Regions from separate parts of the Gossypium hirsutum genome. Here regions 1 and 3 are each linked to region 2. Evidence: chromatin contacts called from public Hi-C data. All regions are on one chromosome and are shown on one strand. Each heading gives the region's core, a stretch centred on a gene start, on an enhancer-like site or on the middle of the called end of the contact. The rest is flanking DNA. Distances are from core to core; before and after follow the strand shown. Region 1 holds the start of LOC107951798 (tocopherol O-methyltransferase, chloroplastic). Region 2 holds the start of LOC121213786 (cytochrome P450 89A2). Region 3 holds the start of LOC107951850 (protein ROOT HAIR DEFECTIVE 3).

Region 1 (2,847 bases), core at 93-2,592, 130 kb before region 2:
ATACACATCAATTCAGAGGAAAAAGAAACATAAAATTAAAATAATAAAGGAAAACTATTTCATACCCCAAAAAAACTCATCTCTAACATTTACCATACGCTCTCTAAAAACCATTCCTTCCTCTCTTAAAAAATTTATTTCTTAAAAGTAATTATATATATATTATTTAAGTTTTAATCACTCACCCACGTGGTGGGTGGGTGCGGCTTTGTTATTCTAATAATAATTAGATATTGCCCCACAACGTAGATGATAAACAAATTTATGTAAAATTTAAGGTTTGGTGCTTCCACGGGCACCCTTTCACTTTATTTTAGTAGCCACTTAATATGAAAAATTTGCTTATCAATTCCTTGAATACATTTTAATTCAATATCGCCAATTTGACAGGCGGTACTAATAAGATCATATTGTTTTAGTATATAATCTAATCGATATGCCATTTCAATTATTAATTTTTTTTTGTATTATTTAAGTAAAAAAGCTAGAATTATTCCTCTCACACCTCCTCCCATATATTTAATATTATATCAAAATAAAAAATTGTTATATCATTTAATAATTAAATTATAAATACTTTAAAACTCTATACAAATATTTTATCCAAAATATTTCACTAAACTTTTAATTAATATTAACTTATGATACCCATTATTTCTTATATAGAATAATAAAAAATCTTCAAAATAATATAAATTACTTTGTAAGGTAAGTATTTTTATCCGATGAGTTAGGTCAAGTCTAAACATAATATTAATATACTTTATGTTTGTCCAAGTCCTGAATTTAAGTTGCTACAAAAGCTATCCCTAATTTAAGTGAGAGTTAAAGTGGCAATTGAAATGGGTTCCATTTAAAGACACACAAATGTATCATTGGCCTATTGTAGGTATGCTGTTATTGAATAAGCATGAAACCATAAACACAAATTTTTTGGTTCTCTCACTCTCCATTCCAAGCATGAAACCAAAAAACAATTTTTTACCTTCTTTCGTTTCTTATCTCTTTCCATCCGTTTCTCCCCACCCAAAAGGAAAACGTTGGGATAGGTGTGGTCGGCAGCCGAGCCATACTACAATGCCTTCCTATGGTACCAGTGTATCTTGTTTTTATTCTTCTTTTATATCATGACATCTATCAAACCTTTATTATTTCTTATTGAATTAATATTAATAAAAAAAACCATGTCATATGCTAGAAATATATTGTGTGTGAGAAGGAAAATAAAATATTTTAAAGAGTAAGGGACAAAGTAGGGCAAATATTTACTGAAATTATTCACTTCACCTCACCTCACCTCACCTGACCGGTTCTATTTAAAACCATGACATTGACATTGATTGGAAGCAAACTTACAATTCCATTATTTTTCTCTATTTTACCCTTCATACACTCCCACAATCACAAAACTGCAGCCACCACTATGACTCAAGTGGATAAAAATTATTATAAATAAGTGACATCTGCTTACAAACTTCCCATTCCCATTCCGATTCCCTTATTTGTATTTTCCGTGGCAGGCAAGACTTATGACGACGCATGGCGAGACCGCTGCAACGAGCACGCTCGATGCGCACATGCATCGGGCGTGCTCGTTGCAGGAAGGGATAGCGGAGTTCTACGACCAGTCGTCTGGGCTTTGGGAAGACATTTGGGGTGACCATATGCATCATGGTTTTTACGATCCAGATTCCAATGTTTCAGGCTCCGATCATCCAGCTGCCCAGATCCGAATGATTGAAGAATCGCTCCGTTTCGCTGGAATAACCGGTTCGTTTTCTTTTCTTTTCTACCCACTTGTCAAATTCCATTAAAATCAAAGGATAAAGAATAACAAAGCACTAATATTCAACTTGAAACCAAACCTGCTCAACCCAAACTATTAATCTGGATTCAGTGGTTGAAAGCCAGCTCAGGTTTCTACAATTTTGTCTATGCGCTGAGGTTTGTATTTAAAATTACTATTTGAAATTAGTGCCACTTTTGCATATTCGTTAAAAGACCTTCCGAAGGGTTTAAGTAAAATTTCTAAGGGTTTAAGTAAAATTTGAGAGGATTTAATTAAAAATATTAAGTTAAATAGAAGGGTTTGAGGAAAAAATTAGAATTTAAAATATAGGTCGAGTTTAGATTTGAATATTTAATTTATAATATTTTATATTTATTATTTTTATATATTATTTAATTTAAAATATATTAAAAAATAAATCTATAATACTATTTTAATATAATACTTTAAAACTCTATACAAATATTTTATCCAAAATATTTCACTAAACATTTAATTAATATTAACTTATGATACCCATTATTTCTTATATAGAATAATAAAAAATCTTCAAAATAATATAATTTACTTTGTAAGGTAAGTATTTTTGTAAGATAAATATTTTTGTCCAAATAAGTTAAGTGAAGTCTAAACATAATATTAATAATATTAATATACTTTATATTTGTTCAAGCCCTGTTCAACCCTGAATTTAGCTTGCCACAAAAGCTCTCTTTAATTTAAGTGAGAGCTAAATAGCAATTGAAATGGGTTCCATTTAAAGACACACAAATGTATCATTGGCCTATTGTAGGTATGCTGTTATTGAATAAGCATGAAACCATAAACACAAATTTTTTGGTTCTCTCACTCTCCATTCCAAGCATGAAACCAAAAAACAATTTTTTATCTTCTTTCGTTTCTTATCTCTTTCCATCCGTTTCTCCCCACCCAAAAGGAAAACGTTGGGATAGGTGTGGTCGGCAGCCAAGCCATACTACAATAATATGCTGTTATTGAATAAGGGCATTTCAGATTTTTTATAATTTATAATATCTATAACTGAAAATCAATACCAT
Region 2 (2,849 bases), core at 96-2,595:
TTGCATCCAAAGAAACTATAGTAAAAATTTATAAATTTTAGCACGTGCCCAATATTTAATTTCAAATGCTTGAATAAGAAACTGATAACTTTGAAATTCATAAACTAACCTTCTCTTTGGTTTGTTGATCTAAAGCTAGTCAGATATCCTCGAGCTCGGTTGGTATTTCGTTGTGTCTCGCACAGTTGTTTCCTTTATTAAAATAATATGTTAATTCAAAATTACAACAATGAAAAATTAAAACGATAATAATATTATCAAATGAATTTTACCATATTACAAGTGAGAATTCATAAAGGGGTCCACTCGAGGGGCATAAAAATGGTAGTCGATATCATGCCCACGATTAAAAAAGGAGCATGCAACAACTGATTTTAACTTTTTTGGTTTCATCGCTTGACACATTTCTCGATACAATGTCGACAGCATTGCTGATCCCCAACTAAGTCGCCCCGCTTCTTTCAAGTTGGCTAGTAGTAGTAGCCACTTTAAATGTACCAGATTTCAAGATTTATTTGGCATAAAGTAGACCCCTAATCAACCTTAAGATGAATGCGCGCGCGGGTTGTTCTTTTCAACGTTACTCGCGAAATGCTCGATAGTTTTGAACTTGTCCTCCAACCATCTCATCTCAATCCGACTACCCCTAAACTTGTTCGACACTTTCTCTAGTAGTTTCTCGCATGTTGCACTACAACCGACACTAAGCATTAACCCCGTAACGACTTCCCCATCGATCAGTAGACAGAGTTGTAAACTAACTTCTTTGAGTGTAATTGTACACTTATCACAGGGAAGATGGAATGTGTGTGTCTCTAGACTCCATCTTTTGACCAAACCATTAATAGGTAGCGAATCCAATTTAGTCCCCTCAAGCATGTGAGCCACGTAAAAAAATCCTGCATCTCGCAAATGATCATAAATGACCTCCGATGTAGCTTCACTTAAATTGTTTATGTACGTCTCCGAAATCCGATCTTCGGCTTGAGTATATAAACATAAAAAATTAATAATGTTAACAACATAATAATTAATTATTTAAAATTAAATAATTTAATAATATTTTCTTACTATTTGTAATTGAAAGCCAGATATATGCTTGTCATCTAGACAAATAAACTGATTTGCCATTTTACAAATTATAAGGAATAAAATAAAATCGAAAAGAATAAGATTTAGAGAAAGATTTAAAAAAATAATTGAGAAATGAGAAATGGGGATTGAGTTAATAAGAATGAAATTTAGAGATGTTTATATTGGAAAAAATTATGACTAATGGGCCCTTGTAATTATTGAAAAAGTTACCATTGAAATAGTTATCATTAAAAGGAAAATGTATATTATAGGATGCGTTTTTCTTATTCTTTCAAAAAACAATAAAAATCGGTAAATTAAAAAAAAAAGCATACTTCCTCAATTTTTTTTATATTCAGCATATTTCTAAAAATAAGCTAATGAATTATTTTGATAGGAAAATCCTTTTCAGTATTTTAAAAGCAATGAAAGTAATTTCGTTTGTTTGTTGACAATCCACAACCACAAAATAAACAAAGATGGAAGATAGGCAGCCTTATAAACTCAAACACTATTTTCTCTTTCGTCTACTCCGTCACTCTACTATACCCAAATGGAATCTTGGTTCTTCATCCTCCTCGTCGCTTTCTCCATTTCCATTATTCTCAAAGCCTTCTTCAACCTCTTCTCTCCTCCCAAAAAGCTTACCCACACTCTCCCTCCAGGCCCTTCCACTTTCCCTATCATTGGCAACTTCTTATTTCTCCGCAAATCTTTCTTCGAAATCGAGCCAATACTCCGCAACCTTCGCAAAAAGTATGGTTCCATGGTCACTCTCCACATTGGTCCTCGCCCCTCCATCTTTGTCTCCGATCGTTCCCTTGCTCACCAGGCGTTAGTCCAAAGCGGTTCACTGTTTTCCGACCGCCCCAAAGCTCTTCCTATTAGCAAAATCATGAGTAGCAACCAACACAACATCAGCTCCGCCCCGTATGGACCGAACTGGCGGGTTTTGCGGCGGAACCTGACATCAGAAATTCTCCATCCTTCGCGTATCAAGTCGTATTCTCATGCACGTAAATGGGTTTTGGACATTCTTTTTGATATTTTGCAATCAAAGGCTAAAACCGGAGAACCAGTTCAGGTTTTAACTCATTTTCAATATGCTATGTTTTGTTTACTGGTTTTAATGTGCTTTGGTGACAAGCTTAGTCAGGAGCAGATAAAAAAGATCGAGGATGTTGTGCGAAGAGGGCTGCTGGGGTTGGAAAGGTTCAATATACTTAACTTTTGGCCTAAGGTGACCAAGGTTTTGCTTCGTAAGCGATGGCAGGAGTTTTTTCAGCGACGTAAAGATCAAGAGGATGTGCTGATACCATTGATAAGAGCAAGAAAGAAAGCTAAAGAGGAGAAATTGAGTGATAAGAAAAGCGATGATTATGTTTTGGCATACGTTGATACTTTATTGGATTTGGAGTTACCAGAAGAGAAAAGGAAACTTACTGAAGGAGAAATTTTTAGTTTGGCCTCTGAATTCCTTAATGCTGGTACTGATACTACCTCCACTGCTTTGCAATGGGTTATGGCAAATTTGGTGAAATACCCTCATATTCAAGATAAGTTATTTCTTGAAATTAAAGGGGTTGTGGGAGATGGAGAGGAAATCAAAGAAGATGATTTACAAAAGATGCCTTATCTGAAAGCAGTGATATTGGAAGGGCTAAGAAGGCACCCACCAGGGCATTTTGTGCTTCCTCATTGTGTGACAGAAGACACTGTGCTGGGAGACTATTTGGTTCCCAAGAATGGAACTATCAATTTCATGGTGGCAGAGA
Region 3 (2,773 bases), core at 179-2,678, 250 kb after region 2:
AGATGTGACATTTCTTTAAAATAAATGTTTGTAAAAATAATAATAAAATGTTTGCACAATTAATTTTTCATCTCAAATTTATTTACTAGGGTACATTTGTTTTGTGAAATATTAGATTATGTTGTGTGATAATATTATGGAAATGTAAGATTATGGGTGGAATACGGGATTATATTATTTAGTTAATTTGGTTGGAATATAAAATTTGGATGTTTAGTTGAAGGAATGAAAGATTATATAGAAACACATTTTACTCAATTGATCTTGTTATAAAATTTATTTATTATAACAAGTTTAATTCCTTTAATATCTCAATTTTTATATAATTATTATAAATTATTACAATTCTTATTTTTTATTATAATTTGTGTACAAATAAGTAAATATGTAATTTTAAAATAAATTTTATGAATCAGAAAAGTTATCGCAACAACAACTATAAATATATTAATAACCATAATTAATAATATGTTTTTTTTTTCCTTACAAAATCAATCTCATTTTCACTTTATTTCTACTATTATTAAATAAGACCAACTCAATTAAACAACAAAATTTATTAAAAAAAATATTTATGTCTTTCAATAATTTTATTAATTCTTTAAAAAACTCACAATTGATGAGTGATTAAATTAAAAGATTTAATATTCTTTGGGTACCGAGTTTAAATTTTTTTTAATTGTCTTATATAAGGTTTAACCATACCCATTTTTTCATTTTAAATTTGGTTTCTGGTGGGTTCCATCTGGACCCATGCCGCTATGAAACATTGGGTTATTAGAGTGCGTGCGCAGTGACTGTTAAAGCAGCCGATCACACACTGCCCACTTTTTGCAAAAAAAGGGATGGGCGGCTGATGGGCACTGCTAGAATCGGTGATCGTGCAGCTGACCCCCCAACCAAACACAATTCCCTACCAAAACTTTTCCCTTTTGTCTTGGACAACTAATCAGATGCTTCCATCTTTGCACCTTGTTTGGAGGTGTATGGAGACTTATTTGAGGATGCATGCATTGAGTTCAATTTGTATTGATTTTTTTTTAATCTATTAAGAAATTAAGAAATTTTAAAATTTAATAAAAAAGGAAAAAAATTATTATCGAAGTGGGTCTAATTTTTTCTCTTTTACTTTTCAAATTTTACTACCTATCCCATTGCTAATTGAATTATGTTAAATTTAAATACATTATTACAATTGAGATTTAATTTTTCAAACCATACTTTTGAACATTAAAATTCTGCTACTCAAATTAATAGAAATGAAATAATAACATTAGAATCTAATTTTCAAATTATAAGTAGTTATCAAATTCTTGAAATTAAAAAAGAAAGGACTAAATTTGAGAAATCTAACAGGTTTAGGGACTAAAGATAAAATTAAACTTATTTACTTTGCGGTCTTTGATTACCCAGTCCAGCCCACTTTTAAAGAAAAGAAAAAAGCAGTAAACTCAAGACAAGTTTCAAAGCCTCTCTCTATTTTACTCCTCTTTCTCTGTCTTTCATTGACATCGATCTCCTCAGTTTCTGAGCTATCAATTTCAAACAAGATTCAATGGGTACGTTCTCGCATCGCATCGCATCGTCTCATCTTATTCTTTTCTTTTCCCATTTCTGTTTTGCCTTATTATTTTCTCTCTGTTTATAGCTGTTTTAAGTGATCCGTTTCTTCCTTTGTTTAGTTAAAATTTTTCTGTTTCTTGTTTAATTTCTATGATGTAACTGAACCAGAGCGTTTTAGCATCAGCGCCGCCTTAATAATTTTGTTCTTTTACTATTAGTTAATGAGCGATGCGATCTCTTTTATGTTAAAATTTATATTTAAACTTGGTTTTTAGGTTTTTTAAGAGTTTCTGTAAAGTATTGTAGTCTGAAGTTAATTTTTCTGTTTGGATCGGGTCTATAGATAGATTTTATGTATACTGCATGTTTGGTTGCTGAGGAAACTGAAGAAAACTAAAAAAGAAAAAGAGAAAATCCGATTTTGCTTATCAGCTCCGTAGATATTAAAGTTGCCAAATTTATCTGTCTGAATTACTGAATATACTAACTGTTTTTAGTTGAGATATTCTTAAATTTTCCTTGATCAATTGATATGGATATTTTAATCTTAACGTTGCTGATGGAACCTTCATTCTCTTTACTGAAACATAATACGGACATTTCGCTTCACAGCCACGACTGAGGAATGTCATTCAATTCAACTTATTGATGGAGATGGATTGTTCAATGATGTTGGAACTGACCGCCTTATCAAGGAAATTAAGCTTGCTGAATGTGGGTTGTCATATGCTGTGGTTGCTATCATGGGACCTCAGAGCAGCGGTATGCTTTGTTATCTTAATGACATCTTGCTTTATACTTGTCCTTTTCTTGGTCCTTAGGTGCCTATTCCTAGGTCATACTGAGCTGCTTATTTGTTCTCATTTTCTTTAATGATACTTAATTAGAAATACTTGGGTTGCATGTGAGAGTATGATAAACTTGGAGTTTGGTCACTGCAGCTTTGCACAAAGGCATATTTTTCATATTTCACTTTGATACGAACTTCTTCCATATGGTATTATTGGAAACTTCTGTATTTAGTTTTGTATATATCTTTCTTGCATAATTTTTTTTTTTAAATTCTAACACATGCCATGGAAGATTTTAGTTTTGGTGTTTTATCATGGTAGCTGTGTAAGTTCTGATTGTTCCATTTAAAGTTTTATTTTGTTTTCCATGATCTCAACAGGTAAAAGCACACTGTTAAATCATTTGTTTTGCACCAATT

What was found. Hi-C and Micro-C count contacts between places; a contact is called where the count stands out from the background.
Region 1: a Hi-C map of leaf shows a contact between it and region 2, with 2.0 times the contacts expected there. The contact joins the promoter of LOC107951798 here to the promoter of LOC121213786 in region 2. A contact is called at or near these places in 2 of 34 Hi-C or Micro-C datasets (both in leaf).
Region 3: a Hi-C map of leaf shows a contact between it and region 2, with 2.0 times the contacts expected there. The contact joins the promoter of LOC107951850 here to the promoter of LOC121213786 in region 2. A contact is called at or near these places in 9 of 34 Hi-C or Micro-C datasets (callus, hypocotyl and leaf).

The regions. Positions count from the first base shown.
Region 1 is chrA02:81,549,790-81,552,636 of Gossypium_hirsutum_v2.1, forward strand. LOC107951798 (tocopherol O-methyltransferase, chloroplastic) reads left to right here and starts at 1,343. Exons shown (of 6, transcript XM_016886942.2): 1 at 1,343-1,770. The coding sequence starts at 1,530.
Region 2 is chrA02:81,678,093-81,680,941 of Gossypium_hirsutum_v2.1, forward strand. LOC121213786 (cytochrome P450 89A2) reads left to right here and starts at 1,346. Exons shown (of 1, transcript XM_041086889.1): 1 at 1,346-2,849. The coding sequence starts at 1,628.
Region 3 is chrA02:81,932,373-81,935,145 of Gossypium_hirsutum_v2.1, forward strand. LOC107951850 (protein ROOT HAIR DEFECTIVE 3) reads left to right here and starts at 1,429. Exons shown (of 23, transcript XM_016887013.2): 1 at 1,429-1,559; 2 at 2,176-2,325. The coding sequence starts at 2,276.